2 separate regions of the Ovis aries genome follow, and region 2 is linked to region 1. Evidence: chromatin contacts called from public Hi-C data. All regions are on one chromosome and are shown on one strand. Each heading gives the region's core, a stretch centred on a gene start, on an enhancer-like site or on the middle of the called end of the contact. The rest is flanking DNA. Distances are from core to core; before and after follow the strand shown.

Region 1 (5,934 bases), core at 1,469-3,968:
TAATAAAAGCTAGAGGTGGGGAGTGGAGAAATATTGTGATCAGGAAAGAATTTCACAGGCAGATGGGATTTGAGTTGGATTCTTAAAGAATGCGAAGGTTTAGAAAAACGGGGGGAGCATTTCTGGAGGGAACAGTGTAAAGGCAGAAGGTGGGAGGTATGTTGGTGCAGACATTTGTTTTTGAAATTAATTAGGTTCTTAGTACATAGCACACACGGTGACACTCAGCATGTAATAATACGCATAATCCATAGCGCAGTGGTTTTAAACCTGAGCAGCAGAATCACTTGGAAGGCCAAACATAATTTGCTGGGCTCCAGCCTCCGAGTTTCAGAATCAGTTGATCTGTATTTGCATTTCTAACAAATTTCCAGGTGAAGCTAGTGCTGTGGGTCCAGGGACCATAGTTGGTGAAGCACTGCCTTCAATGAACATGTGTGGTAGATACTACCTCCATTTTATAGGGAAGGCAAGTGAGGCTCAGAAAAGCTAAGTGACTTGCTAGGGGTTGCATAGGTAGTATATGGCAAGACTATGATTCAAGAACAAGTTTAGAATTTAAATCTAGTTCTGTTTATCTTTTAACTCTTTATCTTTTAATCACAACCTTTGATTTAGTTTGATTTATACAACTTAGAGGTTGATCAGTTTTCACATAGGGGTGAGGGCACTGAGCTAATTGTTACACATCTTGCAGATGCACCTGTTATTTTCATTATACATACCCACATCTTTTCCCCCTTAATGTTAAAATATCAACTTTTTCATGGCAGAGTGGTAGGATATAGCTTGTAGGTACCTCGGCCTCAGCTGCTGCCGGGTAACTCCCAGCCAGCACCTGTGGGTAGTAATCTGCCTGGTTTTTCTTTTGGTGTCAAGCCTGGGCTTACTCAGGGAGAATGCACCTGCCGCAGAGGTCTTGTTTTGAACTGGTCATCAGTGATGTTGGCCAAGAGTGCCAGCTGGTGGGCTTGTGTACCTACCCAGACCTCCTTATGGATCTTCCCTTCTATGCTGGGGAAACAAAAGTTGAAATTTACCACTTGCTTTGGCACTAGGCTTGGTATTTATTGTGATGAATCAGTTGATCATAGTACAGACTCATCCAGGATACCCTTCCTTCCTGCCTTCTGCCACCCAAGGAAAAAAATTTCTTCTAGTTCCTAATTTGCTGTAGCACACTGCTGCTGCTGCTGCTAAGTCGCTTCAGTCGTGTCCGGCTCTTTGCGATCCCCTAGATGGCAGCCCACCAGGCCCCTCTGTCCCTGGTAGTCTCCAGGCAAGAACACTGGAGTGGGTTGCCATTTCTGTCTCCAATGAATGAAAGTGAAAAGTGAAAGTGAAGCCGCTCAGTCCCGTCAGACTCTTCGGGACCCCATGGACTATAGCCTACCAGGCTCCCCTATCCATGGGATTTTCCAGGTAAGAGTACTGGAGTGGGTTGCCATTTCCTTTTCCAGCTGTAGCATATACCTGGATGTATTGCCAGGATAGAGCAGATATCTTTAGATGAACTGTAATCCCGGGTGATTCATGAAACCATTCCCTGCAGGAATAGAATTGTATACTATTTAGTAATTTAGAAAAGAGGTGTTTGCTTGTAGTAGCTAAGATATGGTTAATTCCTCATTTCCCTCCCAGTCAGCTGTGGGGCTTTAGCTAAGAGGCTTCAGTTTCCTCATCCATAAAACAGGAAGAGTTAGTTTTGGATACAGTTACTTTTCTCTGTGGGAGTGCTGAGGAGCATAGGTTTTGAGTCAGAAACAAGTTTGAATCCTGGCTCTGCCATCTACAAAATACTTGTGTTTTGGGCTCCACGTTTGCCTTCCCTCATCTAAATATGAGAGTTTTGTTATAAATATTAAAGGGGAGAAAGCATGTGAAGAGCACAGTTGAGGCACATAGCAAGCACTCAGTATGTTGTAGCTCTTAAAATAATAGTTCCTTTTCAGCTTAAATCCTATCTCCGTGTTAATTGTATTAATTCACATAAATAAATAAAGTAGTAAATAAATGAATTACATACAGTGTTTTCTTTGTGCCAGGTCCTGTTTGAAGCATATTACAAATATTTTATTTGATTTGATTCTTATGGCTGTTCTATAAGGTGAACATTTAAAAAACTCTCTAATGTGAAATTAAGGCGCAAATAATCCAAAAACTGGCCTAAGTTTACACTGCTGGGAAGTGAGTAAACCAGATGCTTTGAAAATAACATTAGCACTTGGTTTGTGTAAACTCTCTTGGTTTTCCTTTATTTTCTTAGAAGTGCAACTGTGCGTGTGCTTGCTGTGCTCAGTCGCTTCAGTTGTGTCCGACTCTTTGCGACCCTATGGACTGAGCCCTCCAGGCTCCTCTGTCCATGGGATTCTCCCGGCGAGAATACCGTGTGATTTTGCTTCTTCTCAGGAAGATACAAACAAGTTTAGTTAGCTGATTCTACTCCCTGTTTTGGTGGTACTCCAGTGACTTTAATCAGGGAAGCCGGAAGTAGCCCATTCTTGTCACCAGGGTGTGCTGTGATTCCATGAATCTGAGCTTACACTGCGGCGAAGCTGGAGGGAATCTCTCTTCTGCCTTTGCTGCTGCTTAGCGACCACAGGTTTTTCATTTTGGCTCTTTACCATCACCTGGGTAACTGCCCGAGGCCCCAAGTTATTTTCTCTTTGTGTTCTGCCATCCTTCCCTGCTCACTGGTGTCCCCGTGTAAACGAGGGAGCCAGAGCTGCTGGCTTGTTAGCAGAGTGCCTGGATGCCCCAGAAGAGCTCTGTGTGGGGAAGCATTAGGATTCTGCCATCATTCTCATTATTTTGCTAAATAAGAAATCAGTATGAGGCAGCCAAATTGATGGCTTTTTAAAATTTGATATCAACAACAACAACAAGAAAATTTGATATCAACAGCATTTTGTTAAACTTGCTTTTAGGATTTGCATTTTAGTGTTTTTTGTGCTGTCTGCTAAGTGCCCATAGGTTTGATTAGGAAAACCCCTATAGAATATTAGTATTTTCTGTAACCAAAATAGTGTGTAATTATGAATAAGTATTACTTGGAACTCTGATTACAAAGGATCACTTTATTTGTGAATTAAAAGAGATACTTGGAATGTCTGTGTAGTATGGATTGTGAAAAATATAGGTTGATTTAAAGTCTTAGGGTGGGAATCTATACACACACACACACATAAACACATGTTAAGGAGGTATAATATGGCAGTTTCTCTGGCAAACTAATCTTGCATTGTTTAGTAAATTAGGAAAACTTTTCATGTCTTTCATTATTCTTGTTTTAAAAAATTGAATTCATCTCTTGTTGGTAATTACCCTAGAAAATTTGATTAGTGGGAAGCTTAAACAACTAACTTGCCAAAAGGAAGTTATTAGCATGGCAATGTGATCCTGTTTTTAGAAGGTGGTTATGTGCATAGCTTTCAGTATATTAATCAATCTGTAGTTTCCCTTCAAAGGATACTTGTTTCTACATTCTCACAGGGGGTTTGCCAGAAGTCTAGGCTGCTTTGTGAGATATCTTTGGAAATAATTTACATTATTTTGGCTAAAGAGACTTCTTTTTCCAGATAATACTACTTTTAAGCAAACAGTATTTGTGTAACCATCTTGCATAGCAACATTCGGCTTGAAGATAACAGCCTTCACATGCTTGATGAAATGATGAAATCACTGACCAGCCAGATTCTTAAGTGGGGTCAGCATTTTATAGCAGTGTGATAATACTGTTTAATGAATGGTTTAAGGCATCTAGTATGTGTGGAATTCCTACTTGGTGACCACTTACTTAAAGGAAAAAAGGAATATAAGAAGTTCTAGTCTGTTTTTTTCATTGTGACTACATTTCTGACTATATTTTATTTAATTGAATCCCCTGTTCTTATAAACACTTTGAAGTATAAAGTCTCTCTTCAGGAGACTATGGATTGACTATCCTTCATTAACCTTGCTTCACACTAAAATGAGTAAGAGATATATGCTTTTTGAACTGCACGTGTAAATTACAACTTTGCTGGCAAAGTCAGCAAATGAAACATATCCTTGAAGAAAGTAAAATAATTAGAGGAGATTATTTTATGAACAACACAGAGTGTCATAATTTGCTAAGAGAATAGATTTTAAATGTTCTCATCACAGGAAAGAAATGGTAAATATATGACATGATGGACATGGTAGCTAGTCCTACTGTGATAAACATTTTGCAATAGATAAATATATCAAATCAATAAATGTACATAATTTATATGTCATTTATGTCTCATTAAAGCTGGGAAAAAAATGCCTCGATGAAAGATGTGGTCAAGTTCAGGTATCACACTGGACAAAGGTTTTCTCCCCTCTTTTGATCTCAGTGACATTTTTTTCTGCCTCTGTTTTTTACAAACTCATTTTTTTGAGGAGATTTTCAGGATAAAAATCTGATGCCTGGATAGATGTGAATGCACATATACCTAGGAAGGCATTAGTCAGTTTTTTCATGTTCTTTACTTGACCTCTTGGAAATGTATGAGTGTCTTATATGTGAAATGCATGTAGATTAAAGACAGACTTTTTTAATTCTAAAAAAGGAAAAATTTTAAAGCTGTTGGTGAGTGAAAGTACAAAGAATACACTATATACTTATTTATGAAGAATCAATCCATTTCTGTATTTTAAACCTGGATTTGTCAATCACTGCTTTTCACAGACTATATTTTGGTGAAAGTGCATGATAGCCTTTAAGCTTTTAATCAGGGTATTTTTAGGAACTGTCTGACCTTCCAGGATTCCTTCTCCCGTTAGTCTGACCTTCTGCTTAATCTGTTTTTGTTCATTTATTTATCTTCTACCTCTTAAAATGGGCTGATTCACTTTTTTCCATTTATTATTTTTTTATTGGAGTAAATTGCTTTATAGTATTGTGTTTCTGCTGTCCAAGAAGTGAATGCATATATACATGTATCCCCTCCCTCTTGAGCATCTCTGCCCTTCACCACTACCACCGCCCCAATCCTACCCCTTCAGGGCATCGCAGAACTCCTAGCTGAGCTCCCTCTGCTTGGTTCCCACTAGCTGTCTGCTTTTACTCATGGTGGTGTATTTATGTCAATCCAATTCATCCCACCCTCCCCTCCCCCTCCTGCATCCTCATGTAAACTTCCCTCCTTTACACAATGAAAAAAAATAAAGTCTTACAGTCACATTGCCGAGAAGTTTAACATATGGCTCTTACTATGCTAAAAGGATTGATTCTCTCTTCATTGATTTAGGTAATATTTATAACCTACTTGTATTTCCATGGTCCAGATCTGGGGTAAGATCTTGAACACAGAGAGACATGGTCTTAGTATCTATTCTCAGAGTGCCTATAGTCTATCCAGGCAAAGAAGAAAACAGGTAATTGAATTATAACTTCAACTTTAAGTTTTATAACATTCTTCAGTTTAGTTCAGTCACTCAGTCATGTCCAACTCTTTGCAACCCCATGGACTGCAGCTTGCTAGCCCTCTCTGTCCATCACCAACTCCTGGAGCCTCAAACTCATGTCCATTGAGTCGATGATGCCATCCAGCCATCTCATCCTCTGTCATCCCCTTCTCCTCCTTCAATCTTTCCCAGCATCAGGGTCTTTTAAACCATCATATTTTCACATCTTCACATTAGAGCATATTGTGTGTTTGTTCTGTGACCTACATGTTCATCAGCCTACATGTTTTGTCTATATGGGTGGATGGGGGTAGGAAGAGACAACATTAATATGTTATCTGTATAAGTACATCTTTAGTGTCCCATAATTGTATGTGTGTCGGAAGGTAGGATTGCTCACTGTACTGTTGATGGTTTTCCAGATCCAGAATATTCTCTCAGGGCTTATCAGGTTCAGCCACTCTATACCAAAATAATTATGTTTTTGTCCCAGGGTCCTTGTTTCATCCTTTGGTTGAG
Region 2 (5,934 bases), core at 2,086-4,585, 210 kb after region 1:
TAAGAGGCAGAAGGCTTTTTCCAGGAGACATTTATAGATCATCTCTTAGTTACAAATTTGTTTGTTGACTTGTGATAAGTTTTTGAAATGGTAGAATGTTAGAAAGAGTTGACAAAAGGTCCTTTTTATGCTCTGAAGAGAAAACTGCACTTTGGAGAATTAATACTGCTGAGAGATTTACTGTAGAGTTTTTGCCCGCTGGGGGGTGGTACACTCTACTAGAACACAGCTTTCAGAAGCCGCAAGTCAGATGTTGGCTGCTGCCGGCCACTTTTCCTCTGGTTTAATTACAACAAAGCCTCCCGTTGAGAACAGTGAAGGCCTCTGGGGCACAAGGTGGGGGTGGGAGGGAAGCGGGAGTGAGGGGAAAGAAGGGGAGAAATTACAACCTTTGAAAAATTTATTGAATCTTATTTCCCTCGTTGGCTTCATTTATGTTGGCCTTCATTTGACTTTCAGCAATTAGTTATAATGCTATTACAATAAACTGGTTGAATAAAAGAATATTTAAGGGAGTTTATTCAGAATTTTTAAGTTAGTCTTGGATCTTGGCATTAAACACATTCTTTGTTATGTAGCCCACCCACCTTAAAAATAGGGGGAAAAGTTAACCACTGAAATGGTTAGTTTTAAACCTTTTTTTTTTCCCCGATGATCAGATTTAATCTAATATTGGTATAAACATTGGCATATGAAGAATAAAAACATAAAGAAGAAACATTCATATAATATTAATATAAGGCAAGTCCTCTGCTACTGATTTTTGTTGGGTTTAAAATAGTTCAAAATAATCCAGAAAGAGGAGGAAGCCTTAGGGTATGTGGCCAAGAAAAGCAGAGACAAATCTGTCTGCAGTACACTTGTGTGTTTAAAGCTGATAATTGTATTTTTCATCTGGAGACACTGAGTGTTCATTAGGGTCTTGTGTCCCTAGGCAAGAGATGCTGAACGTAATTGGAGTTTCTATTTGATTGGGCAATATAGGCTAGAGAAGAAACTGGGGTAAAGATAATTAATAGCTTGCTAACAAAGTCTGACAGCCACAAGATTTCAACCAAATTTATTTCACGCCGCTTCATTTAGCTCTGAAAAAGTTTTGATAGAATTGGAGGCTCCTTAATTAACACTTGGAAGCAAAAGAAACATACCTTCTATTTTACTGCCACATTCAGTTATGACAAATTTTCTTACTGGTTTTCTTCTTTTTGAAAAAAACTTTACTTGCTGCCCAGTTATATATTTGACAGATGTTAATGTTTAGGAAGTGTTTAGTTGGGCATTTTGAACCTAAACATAATCGATTTAAAATGGGGGGGGGGATGAAAAACCCAATTAATAACATAGTATTATACAGCACAATTAATAACTGATAATTAGTATTATATAGTATTATATACAATATTAATGAATTCATTCTGTTTAGTCATTCAATAATATCTTTGCTGAATCTTGGGTTTGATATATTTTTGGCAGTATTCTATTTAAAAAAGAAATTAGATGTGATTTTCCTGTTTAAGTACATGCAATCATGTTTTTGTAACCCTATTTTTTTATTTCAGGCTAATCAATATATCTAGATATGTGTGTGTGTACGTTGTATACACACATATATCTGCAAACTAAGTGGCATATCTGATTTAATCTTCTTACAGATTAAACCCTGGCATATTATTATTAATATTGGTAGTAGTGGTAACATTAATATTTTGTAGTACTTTCGAAAGGTTCATTTCTTTCTTTCCTCATTTCAAAAGAGATGGGTATCAGTCAGCTGTCACTTTAAGGTCCTGTCTGAAAACAAATTCCTTCTTTATGTTTATGCTGGTTAGGATATTCCTGTGTGACTGGGGATAAATGAAAGGCATAGCCTCAGCCTATGCACTATGATAGTGTCTTTATTCATATTGTTTCCTGCTAATGGGGGAACATATGTGTGCATTTTAGAGCGGATCGATTTATTAAGAAAATTTAAAATAGCTAATTGTTAAAACCATTAGAGAATTTGGTTCTATAATTGGCACATATCAAGGCTTTTTTTTTCCTTTTTCATTCTCAGGAAGTAAATAACAATCAAACTCCCAGACGTTGAGAAAATATAGGCCTGTTGCACTCTTTACTTCTATGCAACCATTTTGTTTCAGATCTAATTCACTGAAAAAAATTTTTTTTGAATAGATACATTTAGGTAGTTTTTGAAAGCTTTGTGGTATGAAAATATTTCTTTCGATGTAAGATTTTCCTATTATAAGTTGCAAGTGAATGGATACTCTTGAGTATCCCACTTGATGAGGCTCTACTCATTTTTCCCCCTGCCACCCTGAAATCCCTGCATACATCAGGCTTAGCTTCCAGGCTGAGCTTTGTTAGTTTTTCTGAGTAGACTTTGCCAATTACTATGCTAGTCACATACCACATTTGCCCAAGCAATGGATTTTGGCGTTCTGCTGGAGAGGGGATATGGTTTGTAAGAGAGTTTCCCCTTCCTCTGAGTTGAATTCACTAGTTAAGATTTGCAAGCCTGGAATGCTTGAAGCAGCTCTGGCAGGATAGCAGTGCAAGCTTTAAAATCTAGGTGTAGCTGTTAATCCTTACAGAGGCACATAAGTCTCCAGGAGTAGCTGGGCTAGCTGTGAGCAAGATGTATGCTTTTCATGTACTGCGTACTCATGGGCTGAGGGATTATTGATTTTCTTTCACAGTTATAAAAACAGCAATTGGTGATCATACCACACATACAGTACACGCCAAGTTAGCTAGACCTTTCGCTTTCCTCTCTGTGGAAAAAATCTGCCTTGTGTTCTTTAACATTTAACTTTCCAACTTATTGTTTTCCATAAGCCTCTTTTCAAATAGCAACTACCCGAGACATAAGATAGCCACTTATCATTATTTTTTTTCTTTAATGAAATAAAGGTTTCAAGAAACTTCTTGCATTTGGCTGTAACAGTCCAATTTTTCCTTGCTGGCTTGCACGCACACACACTGCTCGTCCTGGTGACAGAGCAAACGTTCGTATCTGGATGCCTCATGATACCAAGCCATTCCTTTCTAGAGAGTAAAACCGAGCAAACTTTCTGGGACAATCATAAGGAAAAACATGGGAAACACTTACCAGGAAGACGAGAAAAAGCAATCCCATATATCCTGCTGCTCTAGCTGTAATTCCACTGCCTGGGAACTGGAGTAATAACCGCCCCCCTCTGCCCAGCTCGGAATCCAGTCCACACAAAGCCCACGGCAGCTGCAGGCTGAGCCGGTCCCGTTCGGATCACTCCTCCACTGAGGAGCAAGTGGGGGCCAGCATTTCAGTTTGCTGCACAGCCCACCTCCAAGTCTGAAGTTAAAGCTTCACCTCGCAATGGTTGAAGAAGGGGGTGATGTCATAGAATGGGCAGGACTTCGCTGAGCTCTCGCTCAGTGAGGTAACTCGAGGATCAGACAGATGAGCTCTGCCAACGCTAGAGGGAGTGAGAGCAGCCAGAATGAGGTGCTTGGCCTGGCAGGGCTGGGATGCCACTGGTTGGTAGGTGGCCCTTTGGAATCGCAGCCTCTGCTGAAGTTGACTAGAGCAGGGTGGTGGTAGCAAGCTTATGAAAAATGCAAGGCTGCTAGAAGACTATGTGTTACAGTAGAAAGACACGGGTTATTTTTATTTTTAAGCTGTCTGTATTAGAAAGGAGTTAAGCAAAATCATATTTTCATTGTTGACTAGTTATAATAATGTTATAAATGTGAAGGCTAGTAACCCCAACAGTGAATATTTATTCAACAAATGAATAGAAAGTTGGTTCAAATAAATAACTGATTGATTTAAGGGAAGGAAACAGGAATTCTACAAGGGTAAAGGAAAAAAAAGATAACTAGTTTTGTTTTTTTTTTCCTCCTAGAGGTAATGAGTAAGTTATTGTTTGTATGTGTTGGTTTTAGAAAGTGAAACTATTTTTCATATACTCCCCAAATTATTTGCACATCTCTTTAAAGCCTAGTAGATAGATTTTTCATATTTAAAGGGACTCTTCCTAAACTAAAAAGGTTTTGAAAAATTATTAAATAGAGTAGTTTTCTTTCTGATATGTTTTTGCTTTGAACATGAGTTAAGATACAGACTTAAGATGCAAACATAGAAGAAAGAAACCTTTCAGAAATAGTTTTACTTGTATTCAAATGGTTGTATTTTAATTTATGTATATGAGCAAACTCTGGGCAATGCAATATCTAATTAGCAGAATTATAGACTTTCTATTTTCATAGACTTTTGATTTTCATAGACTAGTTTCTACTGTTTGAATAACAGTTGCTTTAGGCCCATACGTTTTCCACTAAGTGCATTTCATTTTTTAATGTCATTGGGAAGAATTTTGCTTTTCTATTTACCTGGAGGGCAGTATCCTTAAACTCATATTGTCTGCTTTATTCTCAGAGGTTCTCCTTTGTGCTTTCTAAAAGTTTCTGTGAGTGTTTGTTTCTGAAGGAGGCTAGCTAATTGTCTTTCCCAGGACTATTTGATTATGGTCTCTTCATTAGTTTAGTTTATCTATTTACATGCCTCTTTGATAGCAGTTTGGCCTTCTGAGTTCCTCTCCAAGAATGAATGATATCACAGTAGAAGGGGAACTCTTGATAAGAGGTATATTGACCTCTATTGTTCTATGATTGCACTTTTACTGGCCTCTGAGGGCAGACCCAATAAATATAGGAGGTTTAGAATTCTAATGTTTGTTGAAAAGCTAATTTCTTAGAAATGTTAGGTAGCAAAAGTTGAATTGAGATGCAGCTGCTATATGTTTAGAGGAAAGGGAGGTGGCACTAAAGATAATCTCTCAGCTAAAGGATGGATTTCTTTTTCTGTTACTACAAAATAAACACATGGGTTAAACTGTTTTATGAAATAATTCTTTCTAGAAGCTATTTTCAGTTGGGAGTTGAGTATATTTAAAAAGAACTTTTTGCCTAGCCAAATTCCTATGGTTTTATAGCCATGTTTAATCAGTTTTATCTCCATTCAGACAGACCTTAAACAGAAAAGAAAGATAAATGGACAGTTTTGGTAATCAGTATCCAGAAGAAGGTACATTGGCCTGGGAGTTAGGAGTTCTGAGGTTTCCATTCCCTCGTCTGCCATTCAGAATATGACTTATTATCTGCTCTGGGCTTCCCACGTGGCAAATAAAGGCAGCAGGGATTTGTTGAATGCCAATTATGTATTGTTGCTTCTTTTTTTTTTTTTTTAAGATGTGGATTAAAATGTAGAAGAGGCAAGAGATTATGAAAAAATGTAAACTGTACTAAAGGCACTAACTTTGAAGGCCAAGTCTTGGATAGCTTCCATCAGCCTACCCCATCCAAAAATATATGCCCTTTTGCTGCTTCCATTTGTTTTCATTTTTGTTCTTCTTTTTTTTTTTTTTACTTCTTGCTCTTATCAGCTGTCTGAAATTCTGCCAGTTGGAGGTGAACTTGTAATAATATGTACCCCTTTTGAAATAAAATGTGCCACCTCTGAAAAGACTGAGTTTCTCTGAATTAATTCAGGTTGCTTTCCTCTCCTCCTTCATTACATAAGGGAGATGAACTGCAGTAAGGGGACAGCTGTCCCAGTAGGAGGGGAAGGAAGGCAGGCACTTTTCAACGAGAAGCCCTTTAGGCTCACAGTCTAGCATGTCTGGGCTCCATCTTGGCTTTACCACTTGACTGTAGACAAATTACTAAATCTTTCTGAAATCATTAGCTCGGTACTTGACTTACAGTAAGTACCAAATGAGTGGTAACTGCTAGGATTGAGATGAGGGCATCTGAGCCCTTGGAAAAAGGAGGCATTAAGAAATAAAATAAAATAAAATCTGAAAAAACAAACAAACAAAGAAAAGAAGTGGTAGAAGGAAGCACAAAGAGAGGCCAGGGAGGACCAATGGCACGGTTTTCGCGCTTCAAAAT

Evidence for each region. A called contact is a pair of places that touch in the nucleus more often than the background predicts.
Region 2: a Hi-C map of hypothalamus shows a contact between it and region 1, with 5 times the contacts expected there. The contact joins the promoter of FLRT3 here to the enhancer-like site in region 1. A contact is called at or near these places in 4 of 16 Hi-C or Micro-C datasets (hypothalamus, skin fibroblasts and tail adipose tissue).

What each region holds. Positions count from the first base shown.
Region 1 is chr13:7,531,998-7,537,931 of ARS-UI_Ramb_v3.0, forward strand. The region is part of intron 3 of MACROD2 (mono-ADP ribosylhydrolase 2); the gene reads left to right. Among named protein-coding and RNA genes, the nearest start is that of MACROD2, 150 kb to the left of the region's middle. Within about 2 kb of position 2,719, at least 13 of the 54 cell types and tissues checked have an H3K27ac peak or open chromatin away from gene starts, as enhancers often do. A contact at or near this core is called in hypothalamus, where this site is marked.
Region 2 is chr13:7,744,192-7,750,125 of ARS-UI_Ramb_v3.0, forward strand. FLRT3 (fibronectin leucine rich transmembrane protein 3) reads right to left here and starts at 3,336. Exons shown (of 2, transcript XM_012188142.5): 1 at 3,113-3,336. The region is part of intron 3 of MACROD2 (mono-ADP ribosylhydrolase 2); the gene reads left to right.